2 separate regions of the Zea mays genome follow, and region 2 is linked to region 1. A link is a contact called in public Hi-C data. All regions are on one chromosome and are shown on one strand. Each heading gives the region's core, a stretch centred on a gene start, on an enhancer-like site or on the middle of the called end of the contact. The rest is flanking DNA. Distances are from core to core; before and after follow the strand shown. Region 1 has its middle 8.4 kb from the start of LOC109942384. Region 2 holds the start of LOC100284599 (zinc-binding protein).

Region 1 (6,165 bases), core at 1,303-3,802:
TTTTTTAAATTAACAGCTGCATACATAATATACAATGTTGTAAAAAATAAAAGGTTATATATGCATATGTAGTTATGGTGTGGTATGATTGAATCAATTAACCTAATTGTTTTAAATACCAAACCTAAAACATCTAAATATACTGTTCTCTATTTACATTTGCATACACATACTGAACTGTTTCAATTATTAGGAAAACTGAATATGTTTCAATAAAAACAACCCTTGCTATGACCAAATAATGTGTTAGCTGTAATGCTCTGAAATGAATTAATGTATGCACTAAACAGATATGAAATTTTAAATAAAAAATATACTCTAGGAATAACAACTAGTTGACTGCTCATTTACTAAACACATTTACATAAATAATCTGAATATGTTTGAGAAAAACAAAAGTTGCTATAACCAAACTGTATTGTCTGTGACCTAGTGTAATAAATAATGTCTGTTTTGTAATAATACAAAACTGTATATGATTCAATAAAACATGTACTGAACTGTTCAAAAAGTAAGTGAATAACAGACCTTGCTGTAACCAAATAATGCATTAGCTGCAATCATCTGAAAATACATAAATGTATGCACTAAACAGAAATGAAATTTTATATAAAACATATACTCTATGAAAAACAACTAGTTGGCTGATCATTTACTATACACAGATGCATACATATTCTGAACTGATATACCATCATAAAAACTGAATATGTTACATACAGATGCATACATGAAACACATTAGCATATATGTTCTGTCCTGTTATACGTTCATAAAAATCTGAATATGTTGCATACCATTGCATACAGTTGCAATTATAAAACACAATTTGCCTGCAACCTGATATGTTTGAGCAAAACAAAAATTGCTATAAACAATCTGTATTAACTGTGAACTGGTTTAATAAATAATGTCTGTTTTAAAATAATAAAAAACTGGATATGATCCAATAAAACAATACATGCTGTCACACAATGTATTAACTATAACAGTAATGGAATAAATAAGTGTATGCAGTCACAAAAATGATTCAATTGTGTACATGAGCGTAACCTAATGTGCATAACCAACTGTGTACATGAGCGTAACCGACTGTGTAAATGTGCGTAACCAAATGTGTAAATGTGCGTAAATGTAATACATCAACTGCATAACTAATGTCAACCCTAGCCGTGATCCACACAATGCAAAATGAACAAAAAACAACTAGTTTGTTGACGGTCAAACACGATCAAATGAAATGCGCGCGAGCTAGGGTTGGGAAGAACACACCGATTGGAGCGGTACCCGTTGGCGGCGGCGAATGTAGAGGATGGCGGAGAACGTGGGAGCAGTCGGGTCGGCGGAGGGCGAAGGAGCAGAACCGTCGCCGGAGAAGGTAGGGTTTTCGCCGGTCGCCGAATGCAGCGGCGCGAATGTTGGAGCGACGATTGGGGAAACCGAGGGCGCGCCGCTCAAATGCCGCTTGCGACTGGCTCGACAGCGAGCGGCGAGGGGTTGGAAAAGTCGTCGGAAATGGGAGCGGAGTCGCCGGGAAGGAAGAATCGCCGGAGATTCCTGGAGTCGTGCGGGGGTTGGGGTTTTGCGGTTATGGAAACTGAGCCGGGAGCAAAGGAGCTAATCGCGGGAGTCACGTAGGTATTTATATGGAAACCGAAAGGTCAGTCGGCTGTGAAATGCACGTGCGTTCATACTTGGCTGGGGCTTCCTCTAGCTAAACAGAGCCCAGGGCTCTAAATACATATAGTATATATATATATAGTATATATATATATATATATATATATATATATATATATATATATATATATATATATATATATATATATATATATATATATATATATATATATATATATAGTCAGGCCGTTGCTTGTTCAATCCAGATTCCAGAACACCTTACACCTGGTTCATGACCGCCGACAAAAGTTACACCGACATATATGGCGATCCCGGTTTGCGCATGCTTGGACATTTTTACACACGTACTACTCGCTGTACGCGCTGGTGTGAGGTCCCGGCTAGCTCAGTGCCCACGTCAGGACAGGAAAGGACAGGCCACGTACCCAACTCCTACCAGCGAAACGAACCACCACATCTACTTCACTGGAGCGCGGCGGGAGCAACAAAGCCGGTCTCTCCTCCCTCGCGCTCCATCCCCTTTTGTTGATCTTGGTGGCGGGCCGGGGGCCGGGCGGCGCACAGGCTTTGGTTTGGTGCGGTCGCCCGGGCGGGGCACGCAGCGTGCGTCGCGACGACGTCGCGAGGACCACACGGGCAGAGCGCCCCGCCGAGCGATTCAGCCGAGGGAAGGGAATAATGGCGGGCCGCGCGCGCGTACGTGCAGCTAGCGTGGGATCGATCGGTCGACAGACGCAGCATGGATGGCGATGGGGCTCTCTCTGCCTGGACCTTAGTCGTACCATGGCGAGGGGACGGACGGCCGTGTCCGTGTCTCCCCTGCCGCGCGCACGCAGTCGCACCCCCCGTCTCCGCGCTGGGCACCCTGCCGCGCGCCCCCGCCAACCGACACCCTGCGCTTGACCGCGCCTCATTGGCCGGACAGCCTGGAGACTGGGTCACGTAGTCCGGCCAACAACCAAGCGTAGCGCGTGTCTGTCTATGCCATCTATCTATCTATCCGATCCACTGTCGTCGTCGTCTCCCCGGCCTCTCCCGTGTCGATCGCGCGTCAGAGAGAGAGAGACCGGTAGCTAGGCTGGGCTCTCGAAGCATGCAGCTGCGCCAATCTTAGCTTCTGCTGCGTTGTTTCTTATGGTTACTCACCCGGCCCGACACAACTGAACTGAGCAACTGGCGTACGTATATATATATGACCGGCAGCTCATAGTACCTCCGAGCTGCTAGCCTGCGGTCACTCGTAGCTACTCGCTCCGTTTATTTTTAGTTGTCACCGGATAGTTCAATTTTGCACTGTCCAGCGATAACTAAAACGAAACGAAGGGAGTATTAGCTTAACACTCGTAGCAATAAGAGCTAGTTACTACTACTAAGCTCGAAGATAAAATAATCTCTCTAATAATGTTAACTTTCAGCAACCCTTCTAATAATGCTAGCTTTTACAGTAACAAAGCTTACTGTATGATTAGACTTATTACCTGACAACCTCACATGGTCTTGAAAACATGTGTATATATAAAACCTACTAGAGGTCTCCTGATCGATAAGCAGACGACGACGTGCATGTATGCAAATATAGGAAGGAAACGGAGGTGTGTCGAGGATGATGTATAGGCCCAACCAACCAGCAGCCTTACTGCTCAATAATGGCGATGTGTCCCAAGTGAAATGAAATAAAGCGGCACAAAGTGGTCCTGGTCCTGGTCCTGGTCCAGTCCTGACTCTGGAGTGGGCTTGCTTTTTTTGCCTTTGCGTCGTTGCGGCTGCTGCGCCCCCACGGGTTGCTTGGTCTTTCTTGCAGGGGAAAGGGAGGCAGCGGTGCGCTCAGATCCTCCCCGTCCGTCACCCCCACACCAGCCAGCCCCAGAAAGGAATCATTGCCCGCCCGTTTGACCGCTGGTCCCTTCGCTAGACACTCCCATTGACCCATCTCGTGATGCACCGTTGGTCTCTCTCTCGAACCGCTTGGCACTGCCGCTGCCGGGACCAGGAACCTACGAGTGGAGTGCTGCCTGCCTGAGCCTGACTCAAACATCGCGATCCCCATTCGCGTTGCACGTGCTAACGCGTCGGGTTTGCTTTGTCTTTGTCCGCGCACCCATTACTTTTACTTCCGCTGGTGTGGATGTGGACACCAGGTGATTCCAAACTTTGGCTTAATAACCGTCGCGCGCAAGGGGATTCAGCCCGGACCCCGGATGTGGTTTCGATAATCTGGGCCCTTCGTGAGCACTTTCCCTTCAGCCAGCTCGAGAACGGCCTGCCCCTGGAGGTAGACGCATCTGGGCCAGGCCTCACAACTGGGCTGATTACAAGTCAAACCAGGACGACCTACTCCGAGGCCGGCCCACAATATGTAGGTACTAGAAAACCAGGCGTGGCTCTTGCGGCGGCGCCTTCGAGAGAGGGCACGTTTCAGTTCAACGACTTGCGTGTATCACCGTTCAGCGAGCAATGAAATGCTTCAAGATTCAGTTCACTCTTTCGTAGGCAGACACTTGGTCTGTCTGAGTATGGACCTAATTGGTAGAATAACTATTATAGAAACTAAACTCTACTAGATCGAAAACAGAGGCTCTTGTCACTACTTGAAACGAGTGCAATGAGTTGGCTCTTGTCACTACTTGAAACGAGTGCAATGAGTTGGACGTATTAACTCGATATATATCACGATAGGAAGCATATCATGCACGCAAAGGACGCTGGTGCTCCATACGCAAAATGCATCCAACCCACCCATCCAGTATCCAACGGTGTTGTGGTCTTTTTACAAATAAGGCCTCTCACGAGCTGTTCTTTTTTTTTAAAAAAAAAACCGACACCCCTTCTTTCCTAAACAGCAGCAACATTTAACTAGTCTCTTAGTGATGCTCTAAGACAGCAACATTCAGAAAATATAGTAGCTCAGTTTACATTCAAAAGCAAAATACTGAGGCATTATTTGGATAACATTAACACATATAAATAGAACATCACTAGCGTGGGGATGCGTTTGGGGTGTACGGGTTTTTTTAGTGAACAGCACTAACGTGGAGAGTGTGAGAAGACTTATTTGCAAAAAATGCAATAACACTGTTGGATATAGAACGGATCGACTGGATGCATTTTACGCATGGGAGCACCTACCTTCTTTGCGTACAGAATGCTCCCATCACGATATCACCTAAATAAGTTCTCCACAACCACAACCAAGCAAATAACACCAGTCCGCCAACTAAATTCGTGAATTTGAAGAATACACAAGCAGGTAAATAACTAATAAGTTCAGTACAACAAGCATTAGGTGTTGGTGCGAGAAGAATTTTAATCCAGAGCTTCATGGAATTGTATGCCAAAAAAGTAAGCAAACTAAATAGAACGTGCTTGAGTCTAGTACCTATTTCAAAACTTATATGATTTGTGGAGAGGCCACTAGGTACTTCTTGGATCAAATATATTCAGAAAAGAGAGGTCATCTTTTTTTCACCCATAAAATTGGTTTTGCTAAAATTCTATTTTTTGTCTTCTATAAAGATAATACAGTTTAACTGATATATTTCTATATCTATACTATACTTAAAACACCAGTTTCAACGGTCGTCCCGCATCATCTTTTTACAAATAACCCCTCACAACTATTTCAAATTAATTCGCTGCACGACTATAGATGGCCAAACGGCGGTCCAGCACGGGCCTGACCCCCGCGGGCCACAACTCTGGCCCAGGCACGTCATGCCGGCCTACTGACTGTGTCGGGCCAGCCCGTTAGCCCGTCGGCCCATTTGATTAAATCAGCGTAAAATGTTAAAAACAATGTAGGAGATGGGTTCGAACCCATGCCCAGATGGAAGAAGGGCGGGAGACACTAAATAAAGCTGTCTAACCAGTAGAACATCATGCTCAGATGTTTTTAATATTGAATATAAATTATACTAGGTGAGTGCCCGTGCGTTGCAACGAGAACACATAATATCACGATAACTTATATACAAAATGTGTATTATATTGTTATGACAAAAGGTTTCATAATCCATTTGTGATCTTGGCCATACAAAAATTTTGTTGTTTTAATCTAGATGTTTCACCACTACATTACAACCATCAGTATCATGCAAACTTCGATATATGCCACGATTTGCATAGTCTCATCATTGGAGAGCACGTCTCACATCTGCCGGAAGAAGTTTCCTCGTACATCGTCAGTCATCAGGCACGCACTACCATACGCGCTTGCTGAAACAAAAAGGCAAGTGTGCATGTTTGCGAAGAGAATTAAAGACAAACCGACACAAAAGCTACCCAACGGTGGCGAGGATGACGAACTGGTCATTGTTGTCGGTCCTTCTCTGCGTCACCTCCGGCGCCGAGCTGAAGCCACCGTCCTTGATATAGTAGTCGTCGAATGCGCGCGACATGGCGAGTACCGATGACCCTTGGTTGGGCTGCCAGACGAAGCGCACCCTGGGCTCATCAGCGAGGTAGTACATCTGGCAGTTACACCACCGGATGCGCTACTCCTCTACATACATCAAGTTTGAGGACACT
Region 2 (5,992 bases), core at 1,379-3,878, 150 kb before region 1:
GCGCAGGTGTCTTAGCACGGGGAGGGGATGGCGGACCTAGAGGTGGGCTCAATTTGGTCAGAGGAGGTCGGGAGGGGGCTGCCCGCGGGGAGGTGGCGGAGCTCCGCGGCGGGGATCGCCGTCGGTGGGCTCTGGGTGAGCAATCGGGGTGGGGGAGTGATGTATTGTGTTTGCGGCAAAGAGAGGAAGCTGCTAGGCTAGCTTAATCGCTTGCTGGGCCAACCGAGAGGGAGAGAGAGGAGAGGGGAGGAACTCACCGGGGAGAAGGAAGACGACGGCGCTTCCCGAATTGGGCTCGGGCGAGGGGGGAGGGTAGCGGTCGAGGCTGGTGCGAGGAAGACGGGGTTCGGGGCGAGCTTTTTATAGGCGCGCGGGGGCGAGGGGAGCGGTGGAGCTCCCTGACTCCGGCGAGCTTCCCGGTGCCGCCATTAATGGCGCACAGCGCCGCCGAGGGGACGCTACGGCGGGGCGGTACTGGCGAGGACGCTGGTCAAGGGGAGGAGGACGGAGCGGTGCCAAACTTTCCTGTGCGGCGAGGAGACGGCGGTGAAGGACGGCGGTGAAGGACGGCGGTGAAGGGACGGCGGGGCGTCGTATGCGGGGAGGATGACGAAGCGGCTGACCGGTGGGCCGGTCTTGCCAGTGGAAGCGAGCGCGTGAGAGAGAGTGACTGGCAGGTGGGGTCGGCCTGTCAGCGAGAGTGAGAGAGGGAGCGCGGAGCAGCTGCGCGCGCGCGGGAGCAGGCCGGCAATGGGCCGGAGGGGGGGGGAGCGCGGGCGTGAGGGAGGAAAGGCGGCCGCGGCATGGGCTGGATTCAGCCCAGCCAGGAGGGGGGTTTCTCTTTTTCCTTTTTATTTTCTAATCCCTATATCCAAATCTTTTTATATTCTTTTCTTTTGAACAATTAATTTAATAGATAATCTAGGTGCTGAAAAATAAAATTTAAGTGAGGTGCTCATATTCAAACAAGGTGTATGCATATGTTGGGAAGAATCTAAGGGAGTTTTGGGATAGATAAAAAGAAGGGGGGGGTTAGATTAGGGTTTCAAACCTGGGTTAGAAATTGGGATGCTACACAGGCCAGGAGGTGCGTGGGTCATAAACGCACCACAGTTTGAGGGGTTCGTTGGTTATGAGTGTGTCGCAACCCGAGGGGCTCGTAGGCCATGAGTGGGAGGTGGACCGACACCTTTGCCATAGCTTGGTGTCAAACGTAGTTAATGCAACCAATCACTTATGGTGGGTCGGTCTTGGACCGGGCGATGGATCCACTCGAGTGGTTTCCCTTCTGTTCGCCCGACACCCCATATCTGGTTCTGCCATGCCTGACCCCGGACTCGGTGCCGCTGGGTTCGTTTGGGGGCGGGTACTTCCAGGCAATGGCGGATCCATGATCCTTGCCAAGGAGGCTAGAAGCTAACTATCTTCTTTCCCCCCCTTATATTCTTCCTCTTTTTTCTCTTCACTTTCTTCTTCCTTCATCTCCATTTCCCCTCTTATTCCTTCCTCTCCCTTCTTCCTTCTCGCTTCCTCTCTCTTTCTCCTCTTCTTTCTTCCTCTCCCTAACTCCCTCCTACTTGTATGCTGCCGACGCAGGGGTGTGTGTGGAGCCCACCCAATCCCCCTCGTGGATCCGCCACTGCTTTCAGGGTAGACGTTTTCTATCTCCTCCAGTTGACTGACGGGCCCAAATTGCTAGAGGCTTTTCCCTAGTGTGCTCCCCTGGTCCCAAGGACATCCTTGACAACTAGCTTTGAGTTCTAACGGCTATATGACATGGCGACACATATGGCATGGTCTGGTGGTACACTAGACCGCTCCGGTGCCACTAGCACTTGATAGCTCGAGTAGAGCTGTCACTAAAATAGCAGGCGTTGCAGAAATATATGAAGTTGGAGCCATATGGAGAGGGTCATTTGAGTAAAAATACGCTTCTATCTTCTAACATAACATTTATATTTGTAAGTATTGTGGAGAGCTAGCACGACTCTTTAACTGTAGTTAGCGAAAAATAAATAAATAGATAACAATAATATTTAAAGATCTAGTTGGAAGGACGGTTAGACAAGTTTTCGAACATTGTTTTTGTTTTTATTAAATACGAAAAGATAAAAATAATTAGAGCAGCAGCTACGTGCCGAGAAACGGTTGCCGACTCCTGCAAAAACCTGTTGATCTGGAATAAGGAAACGTACGCGTGCCTGCGTGCTTCGTCTCCGTGGCAACAGTACTTGCGGCGCTCGACGTTGCAAGTGCTGCCTTCGTTTCGCAGCGTGAACTGAAAGGCCGGTGGTGAAGTCGCCTGGTGACGAACGTACGAAAAGGAGATCGCGGCCGCGGAGAGAGAGAGAGAGAGGCCCCTCTCCAGCGGCGCGAAAACGACGGGGCCTTGGACGACCGCGACGCGACGGGCCCAAAGTGCTTCGTTCGCTAGCTTTGACCACCCAAACCCAACCCCAAATGGCTGCCTCCGTCGCTTCGCTCCCGTAAGCCCCGTCCCGTCCCGTGCCACGCCCTCCGACGCCGCGTGCCACCCCACTCCGGCTTGGCTCCATGCCCCCCCTCCATCGCTATCACTTCTCCTCCCCTCGCCTCTATATATAGCAGCGCGCTGCGGGGAACGGGGTACGCCTCCTCCACTCCCATCTAGCCAATAATCTCCTCCAGACCGACTCACTCGCCGCGGTGCGCTTGCCCGTCCGGCCGGCCGGCCGGCCCGCGTACGTACAGACACCGCTCCGTACGGAGGACCGGAGCGGGGGACGGATCGCTCGCCCGCCCGCCGGGAGAAGCATCTGGGAGCGAGGGAATTGCGGAGGCGAGATAGAGATGGGGATGAGGCCCGGGTGGGTGGGCGGGCTGGTGGAGGAGAGCTTCTTCGTGGGGTGCGCGGCGCACGAGGACCGGAAGAAGAACGAGAAGAACATCTTCTGCCTGGGCTGCTGCGCCAGCATCTGCCCGCACTGCGCCCCCGCGCACCGCCACCACCTCCTCCTCCAGGTACACACACCGTCTGCCAGCACCCTGTCGATCGCACGGTGGCGGGGAGGAAGAAGACGACGCCTAGGAACTTCGTCCTCGTCTTCTTCAGACCTCGAGCCGGCTAGCTCAGCTCCGGCGTACAGTGTGCTACGTGAGCTTTGTTGCTCAATTCTTCAGTGTTCCGTGGGTCACGGACGCTTGTACTTGCTCGACCGGATTAGGCCGAGTGGCTGGCTGGCTGCCTCCTAGCTACTACTAGCTCCGCTAGGTTGGCTGCCTGCTGTCGCTGCTTCTCAAAGGGAAAGGGGATCCGGATCCGTCTCCTCGCCGGCTCGCCTCCTCTTCCTTCCTTCTCCGTGCTAGTAGCACCCCTAGCTAGTGTAGGCTCAGCTTTGGGCGTAGTAATTACGGCATGGCTGCTTCGGTTGGGCTTAATTGCGTTGCGGCAGCATCAGTTTAGCACAGTCCCAAGGCCGCGGGCGACGCAATTAACGTCCCCGGCCGCTCTTAGGACGCCGCGCTCGCCCGTGTCGTTTTCTGTGCGCCTCTGGTTAATCTCAGCCCCCACACACACACCAAGCACAAGTTTGAATTGCGAGTTCCGGCCTCACGGATCGCCGCCGTACCACCAGCCTACCAGGGAAATTCACTGCATGCGATTTCGGATTCTTTTTCCCTCTTTCCTCGTGCGCCAGTGCCCCCCCTCCCGGCCTGTCGTTGCTGCTCTTGGTGGCAGTGGGCAGTGGCAGGAGAAGTAAAAGCCCCGAGCTCGATTGGGGAAGAGAGGAGGGGAGGGTAAAAAAGAAAAGTGGCGACCCCTGATGCGGCTTGGCCATACTCCCCGAACAAGCATGGTCGCACGACGAGCCTGGGTCCTTGTGGCTGAATTCCTCCGTCCGCCCAGCCGTGGGTTGGTGTGGCGCGTGCATGCATGATGCATGCGCTCCTTGGGTCTGCCCCTGGGACCTGCGCGGCCTCCTCCTGCAGTGCACGCTCTCCGGCCCCTTTTGTTGCCTCGCCTGCAAAGGCTGCTGCGGTGCTGCCCCCTTCTCGCCCGCTCTGGCGCCTTGACCTTTCCACGCCCTCCCCTCCGATCCTCCCCCCCCCCCCCCCCCCCCCCCCCCCCCCCCGATCGGCCGGCCGCTCTGATCCTTGCATGCACGACGACGAGCCCCGGTGGCGCCGTCCGGCCGAGCCTGCCTAGCTTTTTAACGGTGGTAATAGTGATCCCACTGTAGACCCCCTCGCTGCTCGCTGCCCGCTGCTGCTACGTACTACACGTATAGTACCTGCTCTGCAGTGCTTCTTAGCCTTGTGGCTGAGCTGAATGATTCCCCAACCACCGAGCGTCACTGGCACAAATGGGCAGGGTTATCCGGATGGTGTTGCCATGTATAGCAAAGCAAGCGCCTTCTTCACCGGTCACCACTCATTCACTCACTCACTCAGCCCTCTTCTCTCCCTCCTTCTCAGTCTCCCACTGCGGAGACGATCAGACGGGACGACGCTGGTTGGCTGATAAATGGATGGTCCTTCCTGGCCGCTGCCCGCCGGCCGGGTAAACACTAACGCAGTGCCAGTGCTGCTGTTCCTGCTGCCGCTGCGTCCTAGTCCTAGCCTAGCTACCGCTGGCTGGATGGTGGGTGTTACACTGTTACTACCCAGGAGGGGGGAGAGTTACCAGGTGCATGCACCCACGGTAAAAAAATAAAACGAAAGGCCGCCGCGCTCTCAATACTGTTGCCGCCTCCCAACAGTAGAGATCCCTGCTCGACCGCCTGCAGCGTGCGTGCTTGCTGCTACCGTCCAAGCCCGGGCCTTGATGGTGTGCCACTGTTCATCCATTCAGGCCACAGTTAGGTCGTCGACGTGGCCGCTTGCCTGTGCCTGCCGCTGCGGTGCTGCCTGCCCCTCCCTTCCCCCCCCCCCCCCCCCCCCCCCCTCCTCTCTCTCTCTCTTCGAGTGACCAACCCAGCGATCGAGCCGGCGCTCATTGCCACTCTCGCACCAGCCCACCACCCGTCCGTTCCTTGCCTGTTTATTTGTTTTTACCGCGGGGTTAAAATAATCCGGCCTGCGGTGCTTCCTGACCGTTGTGCCCTCGAGGCGACGCCTGGATTTTCCCCGGGGACAGGGGCGTTTCGGTCGCTGCGGCCACAGTGCACGGAGGCGCCCTCTTGGTCTCCCGCGGAAAGGATGGCGACGAGCCGCCGGTCAAAGCGTCGCAATTATTACCGGTGACTAGCCTAGCGGGCTCGTCAGACGCCCAGGCCTGTTTCCCGCCCCCCACCCCCCACTTCCCTTCCCGCTGGAATTATTACCGCGCACGCACCGCGTTGCTCACGTTATAAGTTGCGCAGCGCACAGCACAGCACGTTCACATGCACGCAGGAAGAACGGGTAAATTCGATTTACCCATCATTTTACGCAGCGTATATGTACTGTGACGGGCTGTACCGTAGTATTTATTGTATAACGATGTTACTAATGATCGTAGTGTTGTCTGTGTGTGACTGTGTGCTCGACTTGTTGGGCCAGGTGCGGAGGTACGTGTACAATGACGTGGTGCGCCTTGACGACCTCGAGAGGCTCATCGACTGCTCCTTCGTCCAGGTGATGCGCGGACCGTCACGTACCAGCTACTGTTTCTGCTGCCGGCGGCGGCTAGCTAAAGGGGGATAGTAGCATGCAGCGGTGGTGACCGGACGGACGGACGGCGCCGCGGCGTGCTCCGAATCGTTTTGAATTATTAAAAATCCTGACCCATCGTCGTTCTCATGCACGCATGCAGCCCTACACGATCAACAGTGCCAAGGTGATCTTCCTCAAGCCGCGGCCGCAGTCCAGGCCCTTCAAGGGCTCTGGCAACGTCTGCTTGGCCTGTGACAGGATCCTCCAGGAGCCCTTCCACTTCTGCTGCCTCTCCTGCAAGGTACACAGTGCTATTCTGCTGCTGCTACTACTACTGTATACCACCACCACCACCCATACAAGACTACACGCGTGCCAC

What was found. A called contact is a pair of places that touch in the nucleus more often than the background predicts.
Region 2: a contact with region 1 is called in a Hi-C map of leaf, with 3 times the contacts expected there. The contact joins the promoter of LOC100284599 here to the enhancer-like site in region 1. A contact is called at or near these places in 6 of 25 Hi-C or Micro-C datasets (bundle sheath, ear, leaf and 1 more).

Annotation. Positions count from the first base shown.
Region 1 is chr9:114,706,723-114,712,887 of Zm-B73-REFERENCE-NAM-5.0, reverse strand. No RefSeq gene overlaps it. Among protein-coding and RNA genes, the nearest start is that of LOC109942384, 8.4 kb to the left of the region's middle. Within about 2 kb of position 2,552, at least 18 of the 20 cell types and tissues checked have an H3K27ac peak or open chromatin away from gene starts, as enhancers often do. A contact at or near this core is called in bundle sheath, ear, leaf and 1 more, where this site is marked.
Region 2 is chr9:114,857,557-114,863,548 of Zm-B73-REFERENCE-NAM-5.0, reverse strand. It overlaps LOC100284599 (zinc-binding protein), which reads left to right and starts at 2,628. Exons shown (of 4, transcript NM_001398978.1): 1 at 2,628-3,000; 2 at 5,521-5,595; 3 at 5,774-5,914. The coding sequence starts at 2,830.